Linked DNA regions of Sus scrofa: region 1 is linked to region 2. A link is a contact called in public HiChIP or PLAC-seq data. All regions are on one chromosome and are shown on one strand. The core of a region is the stretch at or near the end of the contact, and the rest is flanking DNA. Distances in the headings are between cores, read along the strand shown. Region 1 holds the start of ADAM8 (disintegrin and metalloproteinase domain-containing protein 8). Region 2 holds the start of FUOM (fucose mutarotase).

Region 1 (3,850 bases), core at 682-3,181, 100 kb before region 2:
GTGCAGGTGGAGGCGGGGGCTGCTCCAAGGCCTTGGGATGGAGCCCAAGCAACTGGTCCCCCCTGCTCTGTCCCTGCACCCCCCCCCCGCCCAGGAAACGCCCAGGTGGCCATTTCCCCCCACAGTTCTCTTTTGAAGTTTCTGTCTCCAGGGCCTCACCCCTGAGTGGCCACTGGCCACCTCTGCCTCCAATGACTCCAAGAGACCAGCCCAGAGCCCTGTGCGGGGCGCAGGGGGCCAGGGGACCAGAGGAGCCAGACCCCGACACCCAGCACTCACCCTGCAGCCACAGCGAAGCCAGCAGCGGGAGCTCGAGGCCGCGCATGGCACGGGGTGGACGAGGGAGGAGGTGGCCTGAGGGTCGGGGCCTGGCAGGCTCAGGGCCCGAGGTTCCAGGGTCCAGGCCAGGGATCTGGAGGTCTGGGGTCGTTCACGGTGAGCGCGAGGAGGAAGTTCCGCGCCCAGCGGCGCAGTACTGGCTCAGGGACTCACTCCCGCGCGCCCCGCCCTGGCGGCCAGCCCCCCGCCCGCCGCCAATCGGCTCCAGGGACGCTGGGAGGGGCGGGGCCTGGGCACCTGGGGGCCAGCCCCGCCCCGCCTCCCAGGTGTATTTCTGGTCCCCCGCGGCTCTTGGATAGTGTTGTCCCTTATCCAGGGTCCAGCAAAACTTGATAAGCACGGACCGAATTAACGCAGGGGTAGGTGGACACGCTGACCCGGGCCACTCTGGCCTGGTACCTGGGATTCAGGCCTCCTGCAGCTGGACTGGCTGGTGGGGCCCAAGCCTCGCTGCTGGATGTGCTCCCTGGGCCATGTCCAGGCTGCAGGTGAAAGGGCGTGGGGCCCACAGGGCTCCAGACCAGGCAGGCAACGGCCCACCATCTCCCCCAAAGTGAATGGCAGAAAAGCAAGACAAGGCGGGAAGGGCCACACACACTTTGGGGCATCTCGGGCGCAGGTGACAAGCCCCAAGGCCACAGTGACGGCGCAGGCAGCTCCTGTCCCTGAGCTCACACCCAACTGCGTGTTACGAAACCACGCAAACCCTCCTGGCAACTGCACTTCTCTTCTCTGGTGCCACATATGCCACCTGAAAGCAGAAGTGCCGAAGCAGCAAGCCCCTATTTGGGCAAAAACACCCACGGTGAGCTGCCCAGACCAGGACACTCGGCTCACCAAGGACGCCACACTGGTGGCCAGGACCCCCACCCTCCACCCCATGCCCACAGTCCGCTCCCTCCCACCGTCACCGCGTGCAACCTGGAGGTGCCTCAGAAAACCCCGCTGCCCAAGCCTAGGACAGGGGCCCGGGGCTTTGGGACTTGGGGTCAGATGGGCATCTGTGCTCAGCTCCCGAGTTGCACAAGCTGGGACTGCAGCAATTCGGTCAGCAGATAAGCCTGCTTACTCACAAGTCATGCCTGCACACACGGCAGCTGAGGAGAGGAAGCAGTTTGTGGCTTGCAGCCACCCCTCAGCTCCGGGCATCCCCTCCACAGGGCACCCCTGTCCTTGGGCACCCTCATCAACCCTCATCTGCCCAGGGGCCTCCTGGAGCGGATGGTCAGAACTCAATCTTGAAAATGGCACACGTGGAATTCAGCGGAAAGAGGCAGCTTGGCTGGGAAGGGCCCACAGCAGCACCAAGGTATTCACGGCAGGTCGCCCCCAGGAGGGCTGGACAAGGCTCGGCCCCACAGGACACAGCCCTTGGCCCAGGCAGCTCATCCATCCTCAGAGGTGACTCACATGCCAGGCCACTCCAGCTACAGGACCAGGGGCTCTGCTGCCCCCTGCTGCCCAGACCAAACCCAGGCCCACAGTTTGAGGGCTTCCTGCTGACCTCAGGGAGCCCTGCCCCAGTCACAGGGACAGGGGTGGGCACCAGGCTGCGACGGTGCCCCCGCGGCACCACGGAGACCGTGCTCACGTTGTTCAGATGCTGTGTGTTTTGACTGTGTCTTACTCGAGGCCAAAAAAATTCTTTAAAGTGACTCTGCTCAACTCAGAAGTGTCTGGTCTGAGTGTGTGAACCCTGAGAAACGACAGGAGATGAGTGCAGATGCTTCTAGACTTTATGCTTAAACAAGAACACACGCACACGAGTTCCAGGAACTCCTGATGAAAGACCTCTGAACTCATCCACCTGCAGCTTCACTGTGCGGTGACGGCGACCCTGGGCACTAGAGCTGGGGGCCCCCGAGGCCCGGGCACTGGGGGGGCTGCCTTCTGGCTCCTCTCTGCGGACAAGCGCTCTAGCCGCTCGGTGTAGAAGCCGTTAAAGTCAAGCCTGTGGGGAAGCAAGTGGGGTCCTTGCAGATATGGGGGCGGGGGCTCCCCTGGGGGCTGTGCTGGCAACCCCCTTTCCGGCCCACAGCGAAGGGCCGGCTCTGCCCCAGGCGCCGGGGTGCTCAGGTGGCCAGCACCCGTGGGCCCTGGGTTCCGCCTGCCCCAGCGTTGCTGGCATGGGAGCTGGGCCACAGGAGGACGCTAAGCTGAGACGGACGCCTCCAGGCCGGATGGCGGGGCTCTGCAACCCTGGCCCAGGACCCAGAGACGCCTGTGGGCAACACAGAGTGGTCCCGAGGCTTGGCTAAGTCTCAGGCGGCCCACCAGGCTGCCCCTCCCCACCAGGCGCCCCCCTCAAGTGAGAAGACCACCACGACCCCCTGAGGGGCAGGGACCCACAAACCCTGCTGGCCAGTCTGTAGCCACCACACCCCCGTCCTCTCCACACAGACCCTACGGACTCCTGCTCGCATCAGACCTGTATGCTGGCCGTTCCCAGGGTTGCTGAAGTGCACCCCAGACAGTCACGGCAGCTCGAGGTGCTGGTCTGAGGCACAGCCAGCCCCATGCACCCAGCAAGGCAGACCGGATGAGCTGACCGGACCCCCCCCCAACTGCTCCCAGCGACTTCCTGTCCCCCCGCTCCCCCCAGGACAGCACCTCATTGCTCACCTGCAAACAGGGCCAAAGGGCCCTTCTAGTGCCCTGGGTCCTGGCTCAGGCGCACAGCGCTGAGTGCAGTTGACCAGGGCCCTGGGGGCACTGACAAACTGGGGGACTGATGGGGCAACCCGGTGCCCACTGGTGAACACACACACGTGTGTGAGCACACCCATCTGGGAATGCACACACGTGAACACACACACGTGTACACGTGCTGTCCCCCCAGCAAGTGACCAGCAGTGGTGGCAGCAGAGGAAGGAGGCCAAGGACAGCGGCCTCAGCCGAGCCGATGTGGCCCCAGTCACACCTGCCCTGGGTGACGGAGGGTGCATGGCGAGCGGCGTGGACGCGAGGGCCGTGGCGCCCACCTGGAGATGACGCTGGCCATGCCGTGCTCGCAGTCGCTGGTGCTGTAGATGCTCAGCCGGGCCAGGAGGTCGAGCAGGTGCGCTGAGAAGTTCTTATCGAACTTGGTGATGGTGGCCTCAAAGCTGGAGGCCAGCTGCGGAGCGTCCACGTGCTCGGCCAGGCACTGCAAGACACGCCACCTCCGGCGGCTCAGCCTTTCTCTTTTTTTTAATAGAAGAAAGTGTCTTGGGAAGTTTTCAGTGATAAGAGGTAAAAAGACAGGCCAGTGTGAAAATTCCTGAGACGCAGGACATGCTGCGGTAGCTGGCCTGCCTCCCCTGCCACTGGGCGCCCGGAAGAAGCGGGCCCCGGATCGTGCAGCCCAGGGATTGAAGCTGACCCTGTTTTCTCTGGGTGGGGGCGCACCCTGGGCTGTCCGCCCGCCCCCCGGGATGCAGCTGCTGAGCCGCCTGCCCCTTCCGGTTCAAGACAGACCTCTGCCACAGCCACTGCGGGACCCACAGCCCCAGCCTCTGCGGTGCGCCCTCAG
Region 2 (3,555 bases), core at 581-3,080:
CAACGTCGTTGGGGGGTGGGGGCATCCAGCTGCAGCCCCAGCCCAGGCAGGACAGGACTGCCTCCTACTCCCACTGTCACGCCCTGAACTTGGTTCCAGGCCCCTCCAAGCCTCAGCTCCCACTGGCCCCAGGGGTTCAGAGGGTCTTAGAGTGAGTGGACCCTGGGACCCTTCGGGGCCAGGTCACCACAGCAGAGTAAATGCTGAACCCCTGACCTGGGCTGGGAACCACTGCTCACAGCCAAGAAGGGTCCAGGCCGGTTTCCCCATTTTTAAGGTGTGTGAGATGGAGCAGCAGGTCCTGGCTCACTTCCAGGGGCTGGGGGCTGCAGGGAGAATCCTGAGGGTCCTGGCCCTGAGATTTCCTGGATCGCGGGTGGGCGCAGTAGGCGCAGAGCGGCCGCACCTGGAGAGCGCAAGCTCAGGACAGCCCACCCTCCCCAAGCCTGCCCTGCCCGGGGGGGGGGGGGGCCCTCACCGTCAGCGCGGATCTCCTCCGGGCCACACCTGCAGACGGAGGACGTGGGGAAGTTCACATCTGCAAGGACTGAACGGCAGACACCGTTAGCGGCCGCGGTAGGTCCGCGCAGCCCCGGCGCGTTAGGCCACGCCCACTGCCCCTCCCATCTCCTCCGGGGGGTGGGGGAGCGGAGGGGGGCTGCACCTGTAGGAGGAGCTGCAGGTGTTACCAGAAAGCTGCCCGGAGGCCTGCCCAGCGTCTGCTCACGCAGCCCGGCCCAGGCTGATGGCCCAGGAGAAGAGAGGCCGCTGCAAACGTTAGGCACAGCCTTGGCGCAGGCGGTTGTGGCCCTTCGGGGCCGTGTGGGGAGGGTACTGGAGCATGAGGGCACGTAGGGCCTGAGGCGGAGTGTGTACTTCTTGGCCGCCCGAAGCCGCGGACATCCGGGCTAGAGGAGGAACCACACCTGCCCGGATACAGCCCCTCCCGGACCAAGGGCCATCGTCCTCGTGACCGCCCAGCCTTCGGTTTCCTGAAGAAGGCGGGGGCGGCCAAATCAATGCCCCCACCCAGGATCCGGCTCTAACCCGGCGCGAGGAGTCCGCTCCCAGACGGGACACAGCGTGAGACTGGACCCCTGCGGGGCCGGGGACGGCAGGGCCCCAGGGGCCTCGCCCGACTTCTATCCTGGGCACCGGGGTCTCCCCAAGGCTCTGCCCTGGCCGCGCTCACCGATCTCATCTCCGTGCCCCATTCGCGCCAGGGCGTAGAGCAGCTCCGGGGACAGCAGCGCGGGGATGCCCTTCAGCGCCACCATGCTCGCGGCGGGTGGAAGAGCGGCAGGCGGGGCGGAAGGGGGCGGGGCCGAGTCCACAGGGGCGGGGTCTGGACGGGATGGGCGTGACCCGAAGGGAGCCCCGGCTGCCGGAAGCCGCGAGGCGGGTCCCCGATGCGGCACTGAGGCCTCGCGGTCTCGCTGGGCAGGTGCCCACGGCCAGCCCAGCCCCGCAGGCACCGCCTTTCGGGGCCTCGGGACCCTCGCCGGGTCCAGGACTCGGGCGTCCACGTGTGTTTGTGTTCCAAGCCTCCCCAGCGCCTTCCCTGCGTGAGGGCCTCCGACCCGCCCTCCACCCCGCACGCAGGGTCCGTGGCGCCGTCGGGTGGCGTGGATGGCGGCTCAGGGTGGACTTTTCTCCTGCACTCAACACTGTTCACACGAAGGACCCCTGAGGGCAGGCAGGTGTGACCTCCAGGCCAAGCGGGTGTGCGGAGAGCACCCCCTACCCTGTCTCAGGTGCCAGCCTGCCGAGACCCCCTCGGGAACCCGGGACAGCAGCGCGCTGACTCCCACCCCACTCCCAAGTCTAGGTGTCTACACTGTGGAGGGAGCACCTTCGGCGGGCCAGAGTCTCCTCCCCCCTTGACCTTTGGTCCCGGAGATTCGGAAGCCGGGACCATCTACCACACCGCGCTTCTCCATCCGGTCCTGCCACCTGCAATTCCGGTGGCAGAAGATGGCCGCTGCCCCAAAGGGGAGGCCACAGCCTCTCAGGCTCCAGGGCTGAGCCTGGCGCACAGATAAAGAATGCCATTTCAGTTCACAAAGCATGTTGAGGCCATCTGGACTTCAGCCACTGCAGCTGCCCCTGAGGGGGCCCTGAGGGAGAATGAGAAAGGAGAAAGACAGCACTGGCCCTGATGGGGTGCACATCAAAGGAGTGATTTCAAAGAACCCAGGCTCTTGCATCCCCCCCATACACAGAAAAGCCCTAAATTCTTTTTTTTTTTTTTTTTTGCTTTTCAGGGCTTCACCCGAGATGTATGGAGGTTCCCAGGCTACAGGTGGAATTGGAGTTACAGCTGCTGGCCTACACCACAGCCATAGCAACTCGGGATCTGAGCCATGTCTGCAACCTACACCACAGCTCACAAGCTTGGCCAGGGATCGAACCCTAGTCCTTAAGGGTACTAGTCAGATTCGTTCCTCTGAGCCATAATGGGAACTCAAGCCAGGGAAGTTTTAAGCTAAGGGTACATGCCTATTCATGAAGGGGCCTGAGCAGGGGAGAATGCAGCTTAGAGTTGGGCCAGAGGTGGACAGAGCCGGAGCTTCAGTCGATTGAAGCCAGGGGGATCCACCCCACCACCCCACCCTCCACCGGCCCGGGGCCCTAGCGCCTGCAGCTCTCCAGGTCTATTCTTCCGCGTGCCCCGAGGAGGAGCCAGGACCCTGCCGCATCACTGCACTGCGGCCTGCCTGCCTTTTTTCTGTCCCTGCATTCCTCTCTTCCCTTAAGATCATTAGTTACTGAGACCTGGTCAAGGGCAAGCACTGAGTCAGGCTTCGATCACAAAAATGGCTTAGGCCGAAACAGGCTTTCAGACCAGGAAAGCCATTCGTGGCTCTTTCTCCAGGGAACCCCCGCCTAGCTGCTTCTGCCCCTCTGCGTCTGCAAAACAGTCCCTCAGAGCTCACTGAGAGGCTGTATCTCGTTTAAACTCCTCAGCGCGTCCACCAGATAAAGCTTAATTCTCAACTTTCAGGTTGCACATTTTTTTCAGTCGACAGGTGTGATGGTGTTTTCTCCACATGGCAGGACCCCTGCTACGCCGCAGGACAGGCCACGCCACGGGGCAAGGGCACGGCTCCGAGAGGTGGGCTCTGCCCCCTGCTCCAACCAGGTAGACCTCTGTCACTCTTCCAACAGAACATGCTGGACATGGTGCTGCCTGGCTCCTGGGGCGGGTCACAAAGGGCTTCCTGCCGATTCTGCCTTCAGAACACCTGCCCTCGTGTGAAAACCAAAGGCCACTGGGAAAATCCCCCCGAGCAGACAAAAGCAGTGAGTCACACAAGCAGGGCGTCCTTCAGTTTCCTCTGCAGGATAAGGAAGGTCAACTTGATCTGGAACAAGTCTCGCTTATGCTTCTGAAAACAAAACTCAGTTTCCCCAAACTGGTATGAGGTGACCACTAAACAAGTCCCTGTCACATAAGAAAATAATCTTGTAACTATAAGAAATCATCACTGCCCACCCACTACATAAGCTGCTTATAACACCATCCTCTGAGCCTCAGTTTCTGTTTGGTTTGAG

What was found. HiChIP or PLAC-seq counts read pairs in DNA pulled down with a chosen protein or histone mark.
Region 1: an H3K27ac HiChIP or PLAC-seq map of alveolar macrophages shows a contact between it and region 2. The contact joins the promoter of ADAM8 here to the promoter of FUOM in region 2. A contact is called at or near these places in 1 of 47 Hi-C or Micro-C datasets (epiblast stem cells) and 1 of 2 datasets of contacts at active chromatin or transcription factors (alveolar macrophages).

What each region holds. Positions count from the first base shown.
Region 1 is chr14:141,231,797-141,235,646 of Sscrofa11.1, forward strand. ADAM8 (disintegrin and metalloproteinase domain-containing protein 8) reads right to left here and starts at 1,932. Exons shown (of 24, transcript XM_021073932.1): 1 at 280-1,932. The coding sequence starts at 325. It overlaps TUBGCP2 (gamma-tubulin complex component 2), which reads right to left. Exons shown (of 18, transcript XR_002338877.1): 17 at 3,321-3,521; 18 at 2,058-2,290.
Region 2 is chr14:141,334,798-141,338,352 of Sscrofa11.1, forward strand. It overlaps FUOM (fucose mutarotase), which reads right to left and starts at 1,831. Exons shown (of 6, transcript XM_001927817.6): 1 at 1,193-1,831; 2 at 479-547. The coding sequence starts at 1,277.